Regions from separate parts of the Mus musculus genome. Here region 1 is linked to region 2. The links are chromatin contacts, called in public promoter capture Hi-C maps. All regions are on one chromosome and are shown on one strand. Each heading gives the region's core, a stretch centred on a gene start, on an enhancer-like site or on the middle of the called end of the contact. The rest is flanking DNA. Distances are from core to core; before and after follow the strand shown.

Region 1 (5,332 bases), core at 2,418-4,917, 240 kb after region 2:
TGTGTAGGAGGGTGCTAGTGTGCCTAAGAGAGGATGGTAGTCTGGTGTGTAAGGACAGCTGTGTAGATGGCTATGTATAAGTGTGGGCATGTAACTGGGAACTATTTGTGGAGACCAGGGGTAGGTGGATGTGAGTGTGGGTGTTGGGGAGGATAGGCATGTGTCGGGGTCCAGGATATTGGAGTGTGAGTGTGCAGTTGGATAGACAGGCATATATGCAGCAAGCCAATGTGGCTGTGGGATAGAAGTGAGTTAGTCTGTGGGGGAAAGAGCTGATGAGCATAATTGTGGCTGAATTCACAGCGATGAGGAGGAGGTAGAGGTTGGTATATATGCAGGAGTGGGTGTGGATAAGTGAACCCTACATGTTTTGGTGGTGGGTATTGGGGTATATACGGGTATCATTTGGGGTATGTGGAGGTAGGATGCAGGGTGCAGGCAGGGATTCCCACGTTGGCATTTCATGTGGGTGGGTAGGTGTGTGCTGGGCACAGCATGAGTGAGGGCATCTGTGGGCAATAAGGATGTAATGCAGGTGGGCGACTGCTGTGATAGAGAGGCAGACTGTGGACGCGTGTGGGGAAATTGGTGGGTACAGGGAGGGTTGTGGTTTGATGCGACTGAGAAAGTGAGACCATCAGGGCCATTGTCATGGGGGTGGGGATGGTCAGATGTGGCTGAGCAGATAGATGGGGGTGTTGGGTAAGAATGGAGCTACAGGATGCACCCTGAGGAGCCTCACCCACCTCTCTTGCTCAGGTACAGGGCCTTCGTGTCCAGCCGGCTTTCCTTGCTGAGGACAGCAAGGCGCAATTGCAAGCCTAAGTACTCCAGCAGCCTTTTCCGGGCCATGAATACCTCCCGCTCTGCTGGCATCAGAGCGTGAAAGGGACAGTGGGCGATCTTCCGGTCCTGTGACAGGGTACAGGGTCACAATGAGTCCTTGGGGCTGCTATTCACCAGCCAGCCACATGCAGTGGTCGCTGAGGACTTCCGGCCACCCCACCCCACACTACAGAGTGACTGAGTGAGCAGGCTGCCTCTCTGTCCTCCGAAATGTGACTGTGAGGACACAGAAGGACGCCTGCTCACAGGTACCCAACAGCACATGTTCACCATCATGAGGCCTTCTGTCCTAGAAGACCAGACTTGACTGTGGGCTCCTAGTTTTATCTAAGAGAAGCCGGGTCTCAGAGGAGTCCTGCTCGGGATAAAGCCGCACCTGGAAGAACTTGAAGTAGCCATAGTCGACTGCCGTGCCCACAGCCGTCCTATCGCCTTGCACAAGAGTCACGGGGTTCAGGACATCCGCCCCGTAGCTAATGAGCCGGTCAATCTGAAGAACACAGAATCTGTCAAGCACACAAGGCCACTGGAGGGGTGGCAGAGGTGGCAGAAGCCACCTTCAACATGGGGCCGTGCAGGGCAGCTCCACACATGAACACATCATAAGGTGCGTGACTCCCAATTCCCGTGGGCATACTCGACAGCTGAAAGGCAGCCGGAGGAGAATACAGTTGCCCAGAAGGGCTGTGATTCCCTACTGCCTACACGGTGGCCATCCCCCATGTGTGTGAAAAAGTCAGAGGCAAATAGGGTAGACAGGCTTGGCCTCATCCTGAGATGCCATTCCCTGGAGAGCCATCTCTGATTCCATTCATGGTCATGGTAACATCAAAAATCACGATGGCTAAGACATAGGGATACCCGTTTGCTCACTGAGGGATGAGTAGATAAACAGAAGGTGGCACACACACACAGAGTAGGGTGGCAGTCAACCTTCAGAAGCTAAATCCAGCTTACCCAACTGAACAGTGCCCTATGCCCACACACCAGGTGTCACAGCCACTCCAGTGCGACCTCCTGGAACCCTAGAGCCATGACTTAACCTGAACGCTTAATTGTGTGAGATGCAGCCTGAGGGTTATCAGGGTTCACAGCGAGGCTCGGAGTCCAATCCTGACAGCTGAAGCTGACTACCAAGTAAAATCAGGAGGGGGTGGTGAGCAGCGGCCTGTGGACTAGACGCGGCTTTTGTTCAATAAATTCCAGCTGGGTGTGGTGGTGGACAGCTGTAATTCCAGCACTTAGGAGGCTGGGGCGAAAGATTATACGTTTGAAGCTTGGTGGGGCTACAGAACAAGACCTTGCCTCATCAGGAAAAAAAAAAACAAAAACAAAAAAACGAAACAAAAAAAAACCACCAACCCTAAGTAAATGTGTTCAGGCACTGTGGAAAGGTACAAATGTACTGTCTGCTTTCTTAGCATATTTCACTAACATGGGTCATAAACCCGGGTTTCAGGTAACCTGCAATGCGCATGCAGACCTGCTAGGTCCAGACACTGCCGACAGCTTGACGCTATCTCATTTCCCAAGCGCTGTGGGGGTGGGGAGGGTAGGTGCTGGATATTGTGTCCGCTAGGCTACTTTGGTCACGGACATGATCTTAGGATGACCCAGCCTATCCCACCCTGAACCCAGCAGGTACTCTCCACACCCTATCTCTTCCCAGCATCCTCCCACGCTTCCCCTCACTCACCAGGGCAATCTTGTTCTCGACGCTCCTCTGTTGCTCATAGACCAGGTCACACACAACACACAGGGCAGTGCCCAAGCCTTTGGTCAGAGGCAAGTTGGGGTCAGCTCCCTGGGACAGGAGCTCCTTCACAACCTGGACACACAGACAAATTCCTCAGCGACCATTAGTCCTGGGTACTACCCATAGGTCCCACCCACAGGGAACGTGATGGGTAGGAAGGATCATGGGTGAGCATCTTAGGGAGGAGGTGCGGTTCTACCCAGAGCCTGGTTCTGACACTATTTTGGTGCACATACTGGTGTAGCTGCTCTGATGGGTATTGTTTCTGCCATACTTTCTAGCCTGGGAAAGAGTGGCTCTGGGCCATGTACACACCACTGGTCAGGAGCACATCCTGTCTGCCTCCTTTGGCCGCTCCTCCTCAACTCTCCTTTTTCTTAACAACATTCATCAGTATCTAAAACTGTGCTGCCTGCTGCTTTAGGGCCTGACTCTTCCTGCTACAATGTGTGTATGGGGGAGTGGGAGCAGGGGTCCTCAAACCAGAGACTATTCAAAACCTTCTGCTCATAGTGGTACCTGTCTTCCCACAGAAGGTGCTCAGTAAGCACACGTTAAATGGAAGGAGGGCTGGATGAGGAGTTGGGATGGGTAGGCCACTGGTAGTCTGGATGTATGAATAAGTGGGTGGGTGAGAAAAAGTGGGCTGAGTAGCCCTATGGCTAAATTGACGGGTAGATGGCTGGATGGCTTAGTGAGTGGGAAATTGGGTAGATGCACCAGTAGATGGAAAAATGGCACCGCAAACATAGTAGCTGATTGGAGAAAGAGGCTCAGAGGTGGCAGAAATCGCACTGTTGCCTGGTGCCCCTGTACACGAGAGCTGTGGGCATAAGAGCCAGGTACACAAGAGGCAGGGGCCCAAGGTAGGCACTGGGTGCTCAGGTGCAGGGGCGTCAGACTCGTGGGTAGAGAGAAGCTCACCAGGTCATTCCCACTGGCAATGGCCAGCGAGAGCGGGGAGTGGCCGCTCCACAGCACGTTTGGATTCGCTCTGTGGGACAGAAGGAGCCGCACGATGTCCCTGGCACACTGCAGGAAGAAAGGCAGAAGCATATGGAGTCAGAGGCACCACCCCCAGGAGCCTGGACATGCTGCCAAGGACACAATTGACACTTTCAAAACCAAGCCAACCACTCAACTGTCTGCTCCTTGCGCCAGCACCACCTAAGCAGAGACTCCAGACAGGGACATGGGGTGGGGGAGACGGAGGAGCTTCAGTCAGATTCCAAACATTCAAAACAGGAAAGGCGCCAGTGAATAAATTGCTGGACATATGCTTTCAAAGGACAAAGGACAGTGATGCTAGCACACTGTGATGGCCACACACAAGGCCCTGACCTGTTACAGGGATAATGGAGGGAAGTTCCTTCGGCTGGGACTACTTGCGAGCCTCTTCCCCCCGCCCTGCTGGTGACCAGTGGCCTCTCTATTCCCACTGCTGCCAGGACTCCTCTCTAGCTGCCCTGTATGCTCTGCGGAGGCTACACCCTTGGGACGTGACAAATCCTAGGAGCTAGGACCAATCTCCTTCCCCAGCCCCTTTGCTGCAGCTTCAGCTACCACCCCTGTCCCCAGCATGGTTTCCCAGCTGCCCTCTGGGGTTCTGGTGGGAATGGTGGGACCCTGTGCCTAGCTCCTTCTCTTCCTTCTAAGGAAGCTGTGATCTGATGGGTCAGTCACTGCCTCTCTCCTCCTTCCCACCCCCTCCAACATTACCTATAATCCTGCATTTGTACCCTGGAACTCCCCCCACCCCCAGCCTCCCAATTCCTTGACCTTGCCCTGGCCACTCAGTCTTCTCTGGGCAGTTCCTATACAGGCCGAGCTCGGACTGAGTCCTCAGGTTCATGGGAGCTAAGTAGCTACAGGGCAGTGACGGCAAGAGGATGGCTGGGGGTTGGGACATGGCTTTTGTTCAATAAATTCCAGCTGGGTGTGGTGGTGGACAGCTGTAATTCCAGCACTTAGGAGGCTGGGGCGAAAGATTATACGTTTGAAGCTTGGTGGGGCTACAGAACACAAGACCTTCAGGCCAAGCCAGAAGTGGGTCCATGCATGGCTAAAGGGCATGTCAGTGCTGGAGTACTCATGGGCCCTATTCATGGTTTCCATTCACGCTCCGACAGAGTTCAACTCCACTTGGAATATGGTAGATTTGGAAAATCCACTGCAGCAGCTTCAGAATCCGTGGCCTGGCTGCAGCAGCCGCGACTCCCACCTTGAGAAGCCAACTTCTCAAGTTGTGACGAGGGGGGCCCACTCACACCAGAGCTTCCATCTCCTGTCTAGGTCTACCACAGAGACACAAGAGTACCCGATGCAGTACCCAAGCATGCACATCCCAATACCCATTCATGTAGATACATGCACATCCCAATACCCACTCATGTAGATACATGGATGCACGAATCCCAACTTACAGGTGAAACACACACACACACACACACAAACATCACGTTTGAATGCAGCTCTTGCCTGGCCTACAGTCCCTTAGGCTCAGGACTCAGCCCGTCCCTTCCCCCCCACTGTCACACTCCTCTCTGTGACAAACCAGCCAACCCAGGTCAGGGCCCCATGGCTGCTCACCTTCTTGTTGTCCTCTCTCTCACAGGCCACATGCAGAGCTGTGCGCCCTCCCTCCTCTGGGATGAATGTGTGTGTGGAGTAGAAGCTCTTGGGTGGGCCCGGCTCATTGTTGAGCTTCAGGCTTGAGGGCAGGAGATCAGC
Region 2 (5,503 bases), core at 1,749-4,248:
GGGAGCTCTAGTAAGTTAGAAATCAATATGGCATGGTTAGTCATGGCTCTTTGGAAAGTCATGCACTAGAGCTTTGTTGGGACGAAAAGAGAAAACCACCTCTCCCCTCCAAGTAGGGAACTTAGCCTAGATTCCCAATCGCCACTTGAACCCAATGTAAGGGTTGATCAGTAGGAACGAGGCGTTCAGAATCAGAAGGACAAGAGGGTCAAACAGGCCCTGTCACATGCCTGGTGATTTTACTGCCGGCTTTCACTGCTCAACTGGTACAACAATCTAATCAAGAATGCTCTTAGCCCTGGCCTCGCTCGCTCGGAATGAGCGGAAGCTGAGCGCAGCTGTTACCCTGCAAAGGCAGCAGTGGCCATGAGTCCAGGTAGACAAACAGGTGTGACCCAGGGAAGAAAGGGACGCACATTATCAGGAGAGACCAAAGACAGAGCCCCGCCGGCCTGTGTCTGGGAGGCAGGCCATAATCAATGTCCATTTGCACGTGCTCTTCATACCACTGCTCAAATGCAACCCTGGGTAGTAAACTGGGGAGAAGCTTACTTCCTGCTCTCCCCTCAGACAGGGCTGACAGGCAGAGCTAACTGCCAGGAACAAGGTCCGGGCCACACTGTTCCATGATCCAAATTACCCACAGCACAAAGCTGTCCACGGCAGAGGAAAGTCCTGACTAAGCCTGGCACCCACTTACCATTAAAAAAGTCTGCATGAACGGCCTTCTCATTGGCTGCCAGGTCCATCAAAAGCCCGGTGCTACCTCCAGCCTGGAGAATGAGAGGCAGGGTCATCCAGTGTATTTGTTTCCCAAAAGTAAGTGGTGGCTTTGTTACGAAACCCATCCCACCTCCCTGGAACAGGACACTGAGGGACAAGAATGTTCAAGTTGGGAGGCAGAATTTTCCAAATAGAAAAAATAGTGTGAATGGGGAAGCCAAACAAATGATTTTCAAGCTCTCTCAAGGTCCTGTGTCCCTTGAGTTTTCCTTGGCATGGCCTTGTGTGGTACTCTCTTGCCGGAGTCTTCAACCTCCTAGACAATGCCAGAGGCCACAGAAGTACATCAGCAAGCTGGATGTCTGCTCTAGAGCCCCCCTTCTTTCTGAGACCACAGCCCTTGGGAAGCTGCTCATTCCTGAACTGAGGTCTGGGGTGCTGCTGCTCTGGGGAGGATCCTCCAGGGCAGCCGCCATACCCAATCTCTCAAAGGCTTTGTGCCAGTTAGTCACCCAGAACAGTGGTAGCAGGGACCTGTGGGTGTGTCTCACAGTACAGCTGGCTTTGGCCTCCTCCTTCCTGGGCCCCATCACTCGAAGGCTGCTGGTTCAAGTTTCCCTGGAGTGTCAGGTACATGAGCATGTCCTGTACTCTCTTTTGAATCTTCCTTCTGCCTCTGCCTCTGTCTCTGCCTCTGCACACACCCCCGCCACCGCAGGAAGCCATACAGACTGCCTCTGAAGTCCTGGCTGAGCCCTCCTGCCTTCACTGCCTCAATCACAACTTCCTTAAGGCTTCCTTCTTCTTGTTTCCATTTCTCTACTATCTCTGTATAAACCGAAGCCCCAAACCCTCCAAAGGCACAACCCCCACAGGAAGTCAGGCTTCCTCACTGAGATGCCCTCAGATCACCTGCTGCAGGACTGAGGGGCTAAGGCTGAGAGCAATTGCCTCATCAGGGGAATCACAGAGCCCACTTCATTCTGCAGACGTCCTTATGCGGACCTGCTTGTTCATGCCCCTCGGTGTTCAATTATGCCCTGGCTGGTTTTGTGTGTCAGCCTGACACAAGCTAGAGTGTCATCAGAGAGGAAGGAGCTCAGTTGAGGAAATGTCTCCACAAGATCCAGCTGTAAGACGTTTTCTCAATTAGGGAGAGCCCAGCCCATAGTAGGTGGTGCCATCCCTGGGCTAGTGGTCCTGGGTTCTATAATAAAACAGGCTGAGCAAGCCTCAGTGAACAAGCCCGCCAGCAAGCAGCACCCCTCCATGGTCTCTGCATCAGCTCCTGCCTCCAGGTTCCTGTCCTGCCTTCCTCCAGTGATGACCTGGAAATGTAGGTCAAATAAATCCTTTCCTCCCCAACTTGCTTTTTTGGTTATGGTGTTTGTCACAGCAATAGAAACCATAAGACAAACAACAAGGCATCCCCTTCCTTTAGTGGACAAGGGAGCATCGCTCTGCTCCGCTACTATGGCTCTCGTCATCTATATCCCAAGGTCAACAGGGCACATCCTTCAATATTTGGATCAGGGCAAGCTCCTCTCTTAAGCCTCAACTGAGCCGACTAAAACCCCACGGATACGTCTGTAGGGCACCCTCACCCCACCCTACCCTTGCTTAGGATATGCAACCGGCCTCTTCGGGCCACAACTGACATCTCTCAGGTCCGGGGATACGTTCCCGCATCGCCCTACTCGCTGAGCTTTGAGGAGGAACAGGAAGCAGACATACAAGAGCTGGCTGACACTCCTGATCATAACCACCCATATCAGGGAGAGATCTGTGACCATGGTGGAAATCAAAAGCACAGGATCGCTCGAAAACTCTGTATGTGTCTACACGAAATAACCGAGTCCCAGCACCAAGCACGCAGTTACCACACACCATCCCTTACCCTTCTCTCAGAGCTTGGGGTCTTGAGGCCTGTCAGTGCGTAAGCCTCGCTCGGGCCTTCCCTCTCTGGAAGATTTATCAGGAGCCACAATCAACTGACAGCGAGCAAACCCTACTTCCTCGCTGCAGTTCACGTTAACAGTCGCGGGCCCTGCGACTGTCCCCGGCAGCTCCCGCTTCCCCAGCCTCTGAATCCCCAAAGGCCTGGGCTCCCGCGCAGGTTTGCAGGCGTGCTCCCACCCCCACGCATCGCTCCGCGCCGCCACCACCCCACCTCATCCAGGTCCACATAGGGCCCCGCGCCCTCGGGGAACATCTCATCCACTGCGGGTTTCATCTCGACAAGGCGGCGTTGCGCTCACTTCCGGCCAGCCCCTTCTACTTCCGGCGTTCTTCCGAGCACGTCTAGACCTCGGAGGACCGCGCCTCGGTGGCACTCGCTGGCCTGGCTGCAGGGCAGCTCTCTGGGAGCTAAAGAGGGCAGCGGATTAGATGACGGTCTAAGGACCAGCAACACCGCACAGCACGAGTTGTCAGCGGAGAAAGGAGACTCTCCATTTCCCAGCAGAGCTGCAGTTCAAAACCATCCGAATGGCTACTGTTTAGGATTCGCAGGCAGTAATGGATTGGCTAGAAGATGGGGGTATTGGATCCCCGGGTGCTGTTGGGGGTAACAGAAATCCAAAAGTAGTCCACGCTCAGTGATCACTCACAGGGTCACCTCGGCCAAAAGGAGGAAGCAACCCAGTGCACGCAGACAAGATGGGCTTTATCTACACGGTGAGATAGTGTGGAATCCTAAAACTAAGAAGGGATTCCTAAGCTATGGGCATGGAGGACCCTTAAGGATGTTGTTAAGTGAAACGTAAACAAACGCTGTGTACCACTCATAAGTGATCCCTAGAGCAGTCAGACTCATAAATGCAGCAGTGTTGGAGATGGTGGTTGCTCAGTGGACACAGTTTTAGATCTGCAAATCAAAAGTTCTAGAGGTGTGCGGTGGGGTTGGGGGGGAAGGTGTCCATTAAATGACTGGACTGTCCCCTGAGAGGTGGCCAGGGGGATACATGTTAGGGTGCTATATTATACCATGGTTTTTAAAGAATGAATGAAAGAAAAAAGATGGGGAAGGGACAGAGAGGTGTGGATCATTGTCAGAGAGGGCCTGAGATGCTCTGACAGACTAGAATACTCTAGTGAGTCTCCTGGATGTCCCCCTAGGATCCTCTGAGCACCTCCTGATAAAATCCAGGTTTAACAAGTATCCCTGTAGCAAGAAGCCTGAAATCCAGCTGATACCTGCCTGCTCTCCATGTCTGATAGGGCTCTTCACCCTCCACTATCCCCAGACGATGTCCTCTGGTCCTGACTTCAGCAAAGCGTCTGTGTTACCCCTGAGTTATTTCCCATCTACCCCCACCCTGCCCCTTGACTGTCAGTCCCTCTTGCTACTGTGGTTGCGCTGAGTCTCTCCAGCAGTTCAAGGCTTTTGCTCCTGTGCCTCTCCTGATGGTTTTGGATGTTTTCCCTTCCTCTGCGTTCAAAGAGTTGGAGAACTGTTGGTTGGTTGGGTGGGTGGGTGGGTTGGGTAGGATTGGGTTTTTGGTTTGGTTGGGTTTTCCTTTAACAACTTTGAGGTGTCAGGGGCTTGGTTGGGGTGCAGGCTGCTAGAGTGAAAATGGGGATCACAGGTAAGGACAGATCTAGGGAAACCTACTCAGCCAGGATATAATGGGAACTGAGCCTAGACAATCACTCCTACCCCTTAAGCCTGAGTGTACTGTGCCGGGTGTGTAAGAAATAACTGGAGAACCCCAGATGCCAGGTCAATGCCATTCTGAGATACCCACATGAAGGTCAAACTAAGGACACAGAGGCAAGCAGGCAGCCAAGGGGAGCCTCCTGTTAGTTTCTCTTCCTGCTGGTGTGCGGGGCATTTGCCGGTGTGTTCTTGGCTTGCATGTCTTGTGTATGTCAGGGAGGCCTCTTCCTGCTGGTGTGCGGGGCATTTGCCGCTGTGTTCTTGGCTTGCATGTCTTGTGTATGTCAGGGAGGCTCATCACCTGTAACACAGGCTGCCCCAGTGTTATGCCACATGCCTTCATATCCTAACGTAACCAGAGGACTGCCCAGGGAGACTCCCCTTCCCCCAACAGCCTCAGCCTGGAGTCTTCTCCTCAGATATTATAAGTGTGGGCTATGGCTCTCCCTCACAGACAGGGCTCTGGCTACTTGATTCTTGCTACTCCCAGGAACATGCTGAGTACCGAGTGTGGGTGCCAGGCCCCAATGTGACTGCAGTTCACCCGGCAGTCGAGGGAAGGCTGTCTGGCTTGCCTAACTAGGCATGTGGACTTAACAAGTGAAGCTGTCCTGGTGTCTTTCTTTCAGCTTCCTTATCTGGGGCCACCATACCCCACCCCTAGGTCATTGTGAAGATAGAATGACAAAGTGACAGCTAAGACTGAAAGGCCTGATGGACAGTGATTGATGGATAGAAATGATGTATGTCTTAATTAAAGGCATGCCCCATGCTCATCAGAATGAAGCCCAGCTAATTCACAGTGCGGCAGTATACATCGGCTCCTTGAAAGAAACCCACAGGGGCAGTGTGCAGCTTCAGAGAGAGTTTATTGCTCATGTGCTCCACTCCCCCCACCCCCCGTGTCTCTGAACTACCTTCAGCCCCGGGCAGTGCAGCCAGGGAGGCAGAAGACTAGACACTGCTCAATCCTCCTGGTAGGGAACATGGAAGCCTAGGGTGCTCCCCAGAGGAAAGTGTGCAAAGAAGGTTCTGGCCATGTCCTCGATCTGTGGGTAGGCGCCCTGGGTCTGGAAATATTGCACGTAGTTCCAGAAGTCAGAGGTGGAGAAAGGCCAGTAG

What was found. Promoter capture Hi-C pulls out the DNA fragments that hold promoters and counts their contacts.
Region 1: a contact with region 2 is called in a promoter capture Hi-C map of hippocampal neurons, with 2.1 times the contacts expected there. The contact joins the enhancer-like site here to the promoter of Cops9 in region 2. A contact is called at or near these places in 11 of 39 promoter capture datasets (the 3T3-L1 cell line, cranial neural crest, embryonic stem cells and 7 more), 4 of 115 datasets of contacts at active chromatin or transcription factors (SST interneurons, bone marrow-derived macrophages, embryonic basal ganglia and 1 more) and 3 of 9 other capture datasets (adipose tissue, embryonic stem cells and liver).

Annotation. Positions count from the first base shown.
Region 1 is chr1:92,875,789-92,881,120 of GRCm38.p6, forward strand. Ankmy1 (ankyrin repeat and MYND domain containing 1) reads right to left here. Exons shown (of 18, transcript NM_001347091.1): 11 at 5,192-5,332; 12 at 3,527-3,634; 13 at 2,543-2,674; 14 at 1,223-1,336; 15 at 747-912. Among named protein-coding and RNA genes, the nearest start is that of Gm36184, 14 kb to the left of the region's middle. Within about 2 kb of position 3,668, at least 8 of the 459 cell types and tissues checked have an H3K27ac peak or open chromatin away from gene starts, as enhancers often do. A contact at or near this core is called in hippocampal neurons, where this site is marked.
Region 2 is chr1:92,638,987-92,644,489 of GRCm38.p6, forward strand. It overlaps Cops9 (COP9 signalosome subunit 9), which reads right to left and starts at 2,999. Exons shown (of 3, transcript NM_001163425.1): 1 at 2,894-2,999; 2 at 701-773. The coding sequence starts at 2,956. Otos (otospiralin) reads right to left here. Exons shown (of 5, transcript NM_153114.2): 5 at 5,232-5,503. The coding sequence ends at 5,347.